2 separate regions of the Anas platyrhynchos genome follow, and region 2 is linked to region 1. A link is a contact called in public Hi-C data. All regions are on one chromosome and are shown on one strand. The core of a region is the stretch at or near the end of the contact, and the rest is flanking DNA. Distances in the headings are between cores, read along the strand shown.

Region 1 (4,891 bases), core at 1,639-4,138:
AGGAGAACTGCAAGGGCTGGTTTAAGTTTTGTGACTCAGTGGTTGTACACTAAATATGGAATAGGCAAGTGTTCTGAAATATTTGCATGTTTAATTCCCATAGCAGAACCAAATTCTGTTCAGTGCATATCGTGAAGTCATGAGAACCTGCTTCACATACACTTGGCTCCATGCTAATACATTGCAAATGTAAAGTTTTAATTTGACTGAACATCGTAACTCATTGGTGTTTTATTATACTGGTAACACTGCTATAAAGGTTCAGACTCACATTCTAAATTATGCTGGAATCTAGGTTGCAAATTCAAATTCTTTCAAAAAACTGCCTTTGCTGATGAAACTACTCATCTGAGATCCTGGCTAAGAGGCAGATTTACATGTAAAGTTTTAACACAATCTACATTCTTGTAACTGACTCGTGTTTCATACTTTTTTTTTTTTTTTTTCCAAATCTTTCACTTATCCTTCCTCCTTTACAGCACTTACATTCAACCCAGGATAATTTTTTTTAGGGTTAACTTGCCATATGCATGATGCCTTAAAAAACACTGGACTCATTCATTGTGTTTGTTTTTTAATGATATAACATGCATCACTCAAAGCACAATGCTTTTTTTACTGAATTATGCATGATTAAGTCCAGAAAGGTGACAAAACAGTGTCAAAGAATAGCTGATGCTAACATACAACCTACAAATCAGGATTATTGGGATGTGGGAAAGACTGTAGATACACTGGTTCCTATTTAGTACATTCTAGCCAGTAAGTTAATAAAAGTCCTATGGATTAGGGCTGGATTTTAGAAAACAGTGGTTTTAATGTCTTATAAAGACATTTAAAAAGCCTGATCACACTGAAAGCACAAGTGAAAAAAAAAAACAAACAAAAACAACACAGTAGTTTTGCTTTCCTTCATGCATTCATACAACTTCCATGTTAAAGTGTTTTTCAGTGTGATCCTGCTTCATGTATGTTCCTCAACTGACACATTTAACCTGTGCTTCACTTGACAATGTTAACAGTACTGTTGCTTATTTTCTCTTTTTAATATAAATTATGAAGATTAATGTTTCAATGATAGGGACTGTACACTTTTATTTTGAATCCGTGAGCCAGACCTTCAGTTTATATCTATTTCTACTGTTTTTTGTTGTTGTGTTGTTTTTTAGTTTACTACCTACACTGGTTTTCTTGTACTTTTGAACTGATCTGACCACAGATATTATTGAATTAGAACTGCAAAATTCAGGTCATATCCTTCAAATCCTTTTGTTTTCAGAAAGTTCAGATTAAATAAGAAATCAGTTAATAATTAACTTTCTGAATAAGAAACTGAAAGCTGTATGTTTTCGGATACAAATTTGGCAGCAGTGGGAATTAGGAGGTGTGGGAGGTATTCCTGTTTCTGCTGCGATTTATCTCCTGCTTCCTGGTACAGTTTAAATCCCCACCAGGTCCTCTGGCAACAGTTCAGAGGACAGCACGTACCAGTATGTCCACTCTATTCTGCAAACAAAAAATATATGAATGTGAACCTTTTCATGCCACTTGCCGTAGAGGTTAGAGTTTAGTGTAATAAACTGTTTAGTTTTACAGTATAGAATTAGTCATATATGTCAATGACTCTTAGTCAGTACAGGTAGAAGAGAAACATCACGTATTAAGAAAAATGAGTTGCATGTTGTAACAGTGGGACACTGGGATGGGACACCTGGCTTCAGGTAGAGAATAGAGGTGTAGCAGATCCCACCCAAGGGGAATCAAGCGATGATTCTGATTTAGTTGCCTGTTAAGGTGCTCGAATGAACACAGTGGCCTGGATTTGTGCCTGTTGCAGTCATACATTGCATCGTTGGAAGTTACTAAAGCTGTACTGGTCAAACCGAATGCTGAACTAGCCAAATTTCAGCAAATGCATCTTAAACTGCAATACTACTGTAGTGGAAGCAAAACTAGGCTTACTGGCTTTCTGCTGCCACCTACTGCACAAATAGCTGGTTTAATTAATGGTTCTGAAGCATCTGATTTTCAGAGCTTCTACCTTTGTGATTGGAGCCACATGTTATCTGTACCTCTCCACGGCCCTCTTCCCTCCTGTCTCTTCGCAGCCAGGTTCATCCAGCTCCAGCAAACCACTGTTATATCAGAACGACAGTGTGTTGCAGACACATTGTGGTCAGTTTCTCAGGATACAAGACAGGAAAGTGCTGAAGGGAATTCATTTAGTGTAATAAACTAATTACACACAAAAAGCTAAATGCAGAGAGAAAATGGAAGAAAGAGGGCATATTTCATATTTTTAAATTAAATGTAGTGTTTTGAACATGCTCTTTTTAAAATAATTGCTGTGACCATGAAGATGTCACATGGAAATGCATTAGTCTGAGCCCTTGTCTTACCCCTTCCATTTACAACTCCCACTATTCTATCAGCACTTTTTTCTTTTTTTCCCAAGCTATTTTATTTTAAGTTCTGTACAGAAAATAAAATTTTAAGGAATTTGTTAAATTCCAAGCTAAAAAGTAATTTTTTTTTTTTCTTTTTTTCTCTTCCAGTTACTGGTCTCAAGTCAATCTCACTGATGTTTTTTGAAATATATTCCTGTTTATTTCCTCTCTTACTACTGCTTTACCATTTTCTTGCAGGTAAACTGTGTCTTGGAAGCCTTTGGACATGCTAAGACACCCCTGAATGATTTTTCTAGCTGTTTTATAAAATATTTTGAGCTACAGTTTTGTGAGAAGAAAAAAACATTAATTGCAGGTAAGTGTTATTTAAAACGTGCTGATTTTATTTTGATATTAACCACAGACGATGTCAAGAGGTATGTGCCAAACATACAGCAGCAATGGACTTAAAGTGCTCGAAAGACGCAAGGGAGCTTTATGGAATGTCAGAGGAACATGATTCATAGCATGTAAATTCACAGATCCCTCAGAGTAGTTAGGAGGGAGATTAGGAGGGAGAAAAATGCTCTATGCAACCACCAGGTGGCAGAGAAACACAAGAAAAAAACCTTGACCACGGCTGATGCCTCTTTCATTGCCCAGGAAATCGTATTTCCCTTTATTCCTGAGATTAACAAACTGTGACAGCTGTGTATTGCTTTATTGTCAGAGAAAAGAAACAAAGAGATTACTTTTTGCATTTACAACTAGTATTGTTTTGGGTATTTTAAGTATTGCTTAAACAAATGATAATCTTAGCTGTTTAGGGCAAACAAAAAAACAGGTATTCTCTGTAATACCAAAATAAGAAGTTATTAATTATAGCTTTGAGCTTCCTCTGAAGGAACTAGGAGTCATGCTCGTGTTTCTTCTAATTAGAGGTAAAATAGTGTAAAGTTAGTGACTGCTTTTACTATAAGTGGGAGTCTGCTAATTCCCAGCAACAGTTCATTACTGATGAAAATGGCAAAACTTCAGTGGATTCTGAAAATTCTGATCATCAGAGCCAGTCTGGGAGCACTTTGATTTCTGGTTCGTGTCACCATGCAGCTTCGCCATTCATCCTTCTGAATGGCGAAGCTGCATGGTGACACAATTTGATTCAAGTAACTTAGTTTTCATTAGATGAACATTTCCAAAAGTGCTTCATTTAAATAAATAAATAAATATTAATATGTTTATACTTTCAGAAGATCTTCTGAAAAAAATTATTTGGAATTATTTCATAATGGTAATTAGAATTTATTTTCGCAAGGGTGTTCACTGTACCCTAGCAAATAACAGTGAAAATACTGCTGTGGGAAAAATCAATACCACTTTTTTTTTTTTTTTCTGTTTTGCTTTACAATAAAGACAGGTTATTTGGAAAGAAAATGTAGAATTAAACAGTGGGATTTCTTTTCATTAATCAGCTGTTGCTTGATTAAAATAAAGGACATAAACATCAGAATGGACTAAATAGCATCTGAATTGAGCTTGTAAAAATAATGTTCAATCCCTAAAACTAACATTTTAAAAATCCTATTTATTGTACATATTTTAGTAGAGTCAATGGAGTTACCACTTTGGACTATATTTCTTAAGTGATCTGCTACTAAACAGTTTGTTTTCCTTTCATTGATCCATATGTGGCCTGTGCTATTTTATTCTGCTCTAAAACCAGAACGATAGTTTTTCTATGGATTTTCTATGTTCCGCGTTAACATATTTCAGTGTATGAGCATTTCAGAATAATAACTTGCTTAGTTTTCACAGCACTTCTGACCTAAAATTGTGTCATTCAGTTCCTCAGATGAGGATAACATAGGAGCCTCAAGGTCACATATTCCCAAAATTCTTGGGCATCTTGCTTGAGATTTCAGAGACCTGATTTTTCAAGCAGATTTACCTATACTCGCCAGTTTAATTCACAGCCTTTGTCTGTGAAGGATATAAATGTGGAAGCAGCTAACCAGGCTCTGATGCCAGTTTTCTGGTACACTGATGCTGTGCTTTTATCACTTTGAAACTATAGGTATAAAATGAGAAAAACTGGGGTTGAGTCAAGTCCATTAACAAATATAAATGATTGACTTATCTACCCAGCCATCCTCCAAATATTTAGGGACTGAGTCATTTACTTTTAACAAAACTTAGATAGCCAAAAGTTCCAAAATTTAAAGTCAAGAGTGAGAAGTTCCAGTACAGCGGAAAAAGTTTTGTATATTTTTTGAAGTATGTGTATGTTGCAGTTGTTCATGCTGTTTGATTTGCATTGTAGCTATTACTTTTTCTAGGCCACTGCTAAGTATAACTTTTGAATGAAATTGTCCCTGATTTATACCACCATAAATGAGAAAAGAATCTGGTGCATTGTCTGGTTTGAATCCTACCCAACAATTCTGTGTATCTATTTGAAAGATCATTTGAAGCAGTGTTTACTGTCTTGCACTGTTTAAGCATGA
Region 2 (4,523 bases), core at 1,470-3,969, 95 kb after region 1:
GAAGGTAAACTCTTTCATTATACAGCAGTCCTATAACCACCTATAATACAGAATCAAGTTATCAGTTTGATAAAGTTGAAGTTGTTCTTCAGTCCTTATATTTCATGTACAGGGAGGGAAACATTTTCCTGCTGTATGTGTGTGCTTGTGGAGTGCCCAAACATGAAGAGGAAATTAGCTATGGAGAAGGCCTAGAGGGAAATGTAAACATTTACAGAGTTAGAGGCATGTTTGTGTAATATGGGTGATTGTCTGTTTGATGCAAGTGTATTTTTGATTTAATTTTTGCCAATTCCTTAAGTAAATACGTTTTTACATTGCTTTATGTAGGTGGAATGGGAGTGTCAGCTTTAAGTAAGATAATGCAGAAGTATTGTAATGCAAATCTTTAGCAGATGTTGTGAATTCATTTTTTTATTTGCATAGCTGAATCCACTAATCCCAAGAGTTGAACTATAATTTATATTCTATTTATTATTCTGCTGCCACATTGTCTGAGATGAGGAAGCCCCTGCTTAATTACATGAAGTATATGAATAAATATTCCAGGATTAAGATACGTGGGTCTTCGTTATTTCTTCTCTCCAGAAATTGCACTTCACACATCTAGAAGAGATTGAGGATGACAAAACCTGATGCAAAACCCATAAAATTTAGGAAAGAAAAAAATCCTTGCAAGTCACTTGTCTATCACCCATCACAACTGGTTTCTTTATATGAGGGATTTATTTTGTACTTTATTCAGTCTAAATTAAGATATCCTAAATGACCACTTACTGTGCAAGTTTATTCTGATTCAGTGGATTTCACAGCCCAGACCCTCCCTCAAAAGTCTGTACTGAGCTCCATGTAGGGCTGATGCAGGTCACTGTAAAATTATGCCATGGGGATTTTCTAAGTCTTTTTCACTTGTGTTTCTTTGTCCTTAATTTTGCTATTTTATCTCAGTTACATACCATTTAGGTCTCTCTATTTTTCTTTTTCTCCATAGACGTGTTAAAGCGTGCCATCCATGACCCTGTGCCTTTATGTAAGGAATTAAAATGTTGAAGTAAAAAATCAGAATATTTCATCAGCTGAAAAGTTTCTGGGTTCTAGTGGTGTATAAAAGCACTGTCATGAAGCTATCATACCTGGCAGTTTGCTGTAAGATTGCTCTGAGCATGATTGCTTTTCAGGTTTCTTTCTCTCAGCAAATAGCTGTCAGGTTAACCCAGCAAAACTGCTTGCGGTTTTTCCAAAATGACTTTAATTTTATTTTCTCTCTTAATTCTAATTGGTCTGTAGGTCTAGCCATTTAATCCTGCATTGCTTGATATCAATTAAGATATTGTAAAACCTAATACCATGGTATGCAGGCACTCTGAAGTTTTGGTTCGTTGCCACATATACTTATTCATCATTTCAAACCTATTAGGCAAATTGCACTTCATGCATGTATGTTCATGTCCACACCTATGCGGATTATCTCTGTAAGTCTGTATGAAGCAGACTCAGTCCAAAACTGTTGTGTTACATAAAGGTGAAACTTACAGTCCTCTTATCTTGTATTTTCGTACTTCTACCAAATAAGCCCCAAATGCAATCTCTTTTCTCTGCTATAATCTGTTTTTATAAAGGCATCTTTTTATTCATGTCTGTCAAGGGTTTATTCTATCTCAAATTTTGAATACCTGATTTAAGTGTTAATATTTATGCTGTATAACAATATATTTATATTTTATATATTGCACAGAGATTGGCAAAATCTCTTTTCTTTTCTTGGAAACCATAATACTCTATTTCACCTTTTCTAATTATCTGGAATTTCCCTTGTTCCTCATATTTCAAAGATAATTAGGTTATTCCTTAATTAAAAAGAAAAAAAAAAAGATATAACAGGGAACTAGAATGACTATGTATCCTTTATACATGTATACACATAACATTAATCAAAATTCCATCCTATTCTTTTCTGGTGACTGTTTTTACAAAGTTTCTATCACTTGAAACGTTTCCAAATGTCTTACCTTCCCTTGAAAAGGATAGGTTTCTCTCTGCAGTAGATAGATCCTCTAGATATTTCAGCTCTCACTTGATAGATTTTTCAAATACAAGCCATGCCTAACCCACTCTCCCCATCCTCCCCAAATCCAAACAAACAAAACTAAAGATCTTGAGTTATGAGCACATAGTGACAAGTTTTGCAAACAAAGTCCATCTCTTTCACATATTTCACAGACATAATAATACATCAATCTGTTACTGGTTGTCAAAGGAAAAAAAGAAGTTTAGAAAGGAAGAAAAGAGAATTTAGTAAGACAGCGCAACCTGTTTTTACTCCTTTGTGATGACAATTTTTACATTTCTTTTAGCAGAAATACATTATACAGGTTAATTTGGATTGCCTTCTTTTATTCACTACCTTTTGAATAGATCTTACTGAATCATGCCATTTTAACTTGGCAAACAGAATACAGCATAGTAAACAAAAGAAAGAGAAAACGAAACGGCAACATAATGAATTACACTGGCAGGACTGACTATTTTTCTTTGCATAAGCTGTGTTTGGATATTTACCACTTAAAACTACATTACTTAGCACTGCTATGAGGCAGCTGCATGCCAGCCATATGTGATTTTCATTTCTGAAACAACAAGACAAAGACATGGAGAGAAGGAGTTGCTTTCAGGAAAGATTGGAGTTCTGGTATTCAAAGCTATCCTCTTACTGAGGACATTGGACTGCGCTCAGTAGATATCTCTAACTTTGTTCTTTCTTGGCTAAGCGGGAGAAAGCCCCGAGAAATAGAATAGCAAAATCAAACAAAGAGGAGAAAAGAAAAAAAAAAAAAAAAGAGAGAGAGAGGAAAAAAAGGTATTTTTGAGGCATCAGTTCAAGGACACCAATGTGGTTTGTGTAAGCTGTTGATTTGGAGCTGCTTGTTTTTGTGCCCTTTGTACTTGCAATGTTCTTTCCATTAGTGTCTTCTATCATGTTGATGTTCTATTGAAATTGAGTGTGTGGTGTTTATTCCGATGCTTAAAGATTTGCTGTGTATACAGAACTGGGAGTACAGCCCTACCGCCTATTTGTGCACACTCCATGTAAATCAAATAATGTGCTGAGCCTGAGAGTATGACTGTGGGTTACTGTGCCATAACCTGAACTCAGGAATATTCTACCAAAGAAAAAAAATATAAAAAAAGAAGAAAAAAAAGCAGCCTGTTGGATCTTGTCAGTTGTGTACTTAGGGAAGTGAAGGAGAAAATGATCAGATAACACTCATCTTTGAAGACTCAAGAGAACTGAGTTTTCCATATTCACAAACTACCTGAAGGCATTGGCAGTAGTGTCTAGTCCAAACAATCGAAAAATCTTCATGATAAAGAGCAAAACTGAGAAGTGAAAGAAAAGAGGTTAGAGCACAAGTTCTATGACACCAGAGGGTTCCAGCCAGACCATGCTCACAGTGCCAACCTGTCTAGCCAAAAGCTTTCTTCTGTTGTGTTAAACTTACAGGTTGGGAAGAGGACAGTGCTAAGGATGAAGGTGAGGTAAACACACACTGGTTTCCTGTAGAGAGGATGAAGACTGGGAGAGCTCCCTGATGATAATTTGTAACTGGAAGGAGGGTGCAAGTGGTCTTGCATTTCCTAATGCACACTGTTAGTGTTTACATGGTGGCGGAGGAGTATAGAGTCAATTTAATCCTTTAAATCTGCCTGGTTTTTATTTTGTTTTGGATCCATTAGTGAATAAATTGCTCTGGCTAGGCCATGAGATCTTGCTTTTTATCAGCCTCTCTACTTTCCTAGGAAAGGGACTCACTTTGTCTAACGGTACATGTCTATGCTGGAATTGGGAACATACATACCCTATTTTTATACTCAGTGGAAAGAAATGGGGTCATACAGTGCAAAATTTATCTGAACTATTTTAAGGATCAGTGTTACAACAGAGTATATGACACTCAAATAGCATCTTCTATTGACTTTTAAGAAAGTCTACACAACTAATTCATCAATGGAAGTTTAGCTGAAATGTATTTCACCTCATTGAAGTCTTTTTTAGCAAGGTAGCTCACTAGGTTTCTCGGGATCGCCTCTAAAGCCTTACAAATATATTCTGCGTTATTTATGTGGGGAAAATATATGACCTGTCAGTGAGAAGAAGCCTAGTATTTAATTGGGTTGTTCGTTTACCTAAGAGTGAACTAAGGTTACATTGCTAGCAGAATTCTCTGGTAAGGGAAGGTTTTCAAAGACTCTACAGATTGCATTTCCCCAGAAGCAAACCTCAGTGTTTGCACATAACTCAAGTTTATCTGTACAAGCCTACACCATAAATTCAGTATTTTTATTATGATTTTACTATGATACAGTAAATATGATAAATAGTAAGTTCTTTTGTTATTCTTGAGACCATGAAAGTGTTAAATTTAACAGGACATTAAATTATTGTGTCTGTATGGCAACACAAGCTTCCATTCACAGTAGAAAGTATCTGATATGCTAAATATAAATAATTTTGTGTTTTGATA

What was found. A called contact is a pair of places that touch in the nucleus more often than the background predicts.
Region 2: a Hi-C map of liver shows a contact between it and region 1, with 2.1 times the contacts expected there. The contact joins two enhancer-like sites. A contact is called at or near these places in 2 of 8 Hi-C or Micro-C datasets (liver and skeletal muscle).

Annotation. Positions count from the first base shown.
Region 1 is chr1:145,607,148-145,612,038 of IASCAAS_PekinDuck_T2T, forward strand. It overlaps MYO16 (myosin XVI), which reads left to right. Exons shown (of 35, transcript XM_027444352.3): 15 at 2,646-2,763. Among named protein-coding and RNA genes, the nearest start is that of MYO16, 210 kb to the left of the region's middle. Within about 2 kb of position 2,889, at least 1 of the 8 cell types and tissues checked has an H3K27ac peak or open chromatin away from gene starts, as enhancers often do.
Region 2 is chr1:145,702,307-145,706,829 of IASCAAS_PekinDuck_T2T, forward strand. All of the region lies in intron 27 of MYO16 (myosin XVI), which reads left to right. Among named protein-coding and RNA genes, the nearest start is that of MYO16, 300 kb to the left of the region's middle. Within about 2 kb of position 2,720, at least 1 of the 8 cell types and tissues checked has an H3K27ac peak or open chromatin away from gene starts, as enhancers often do.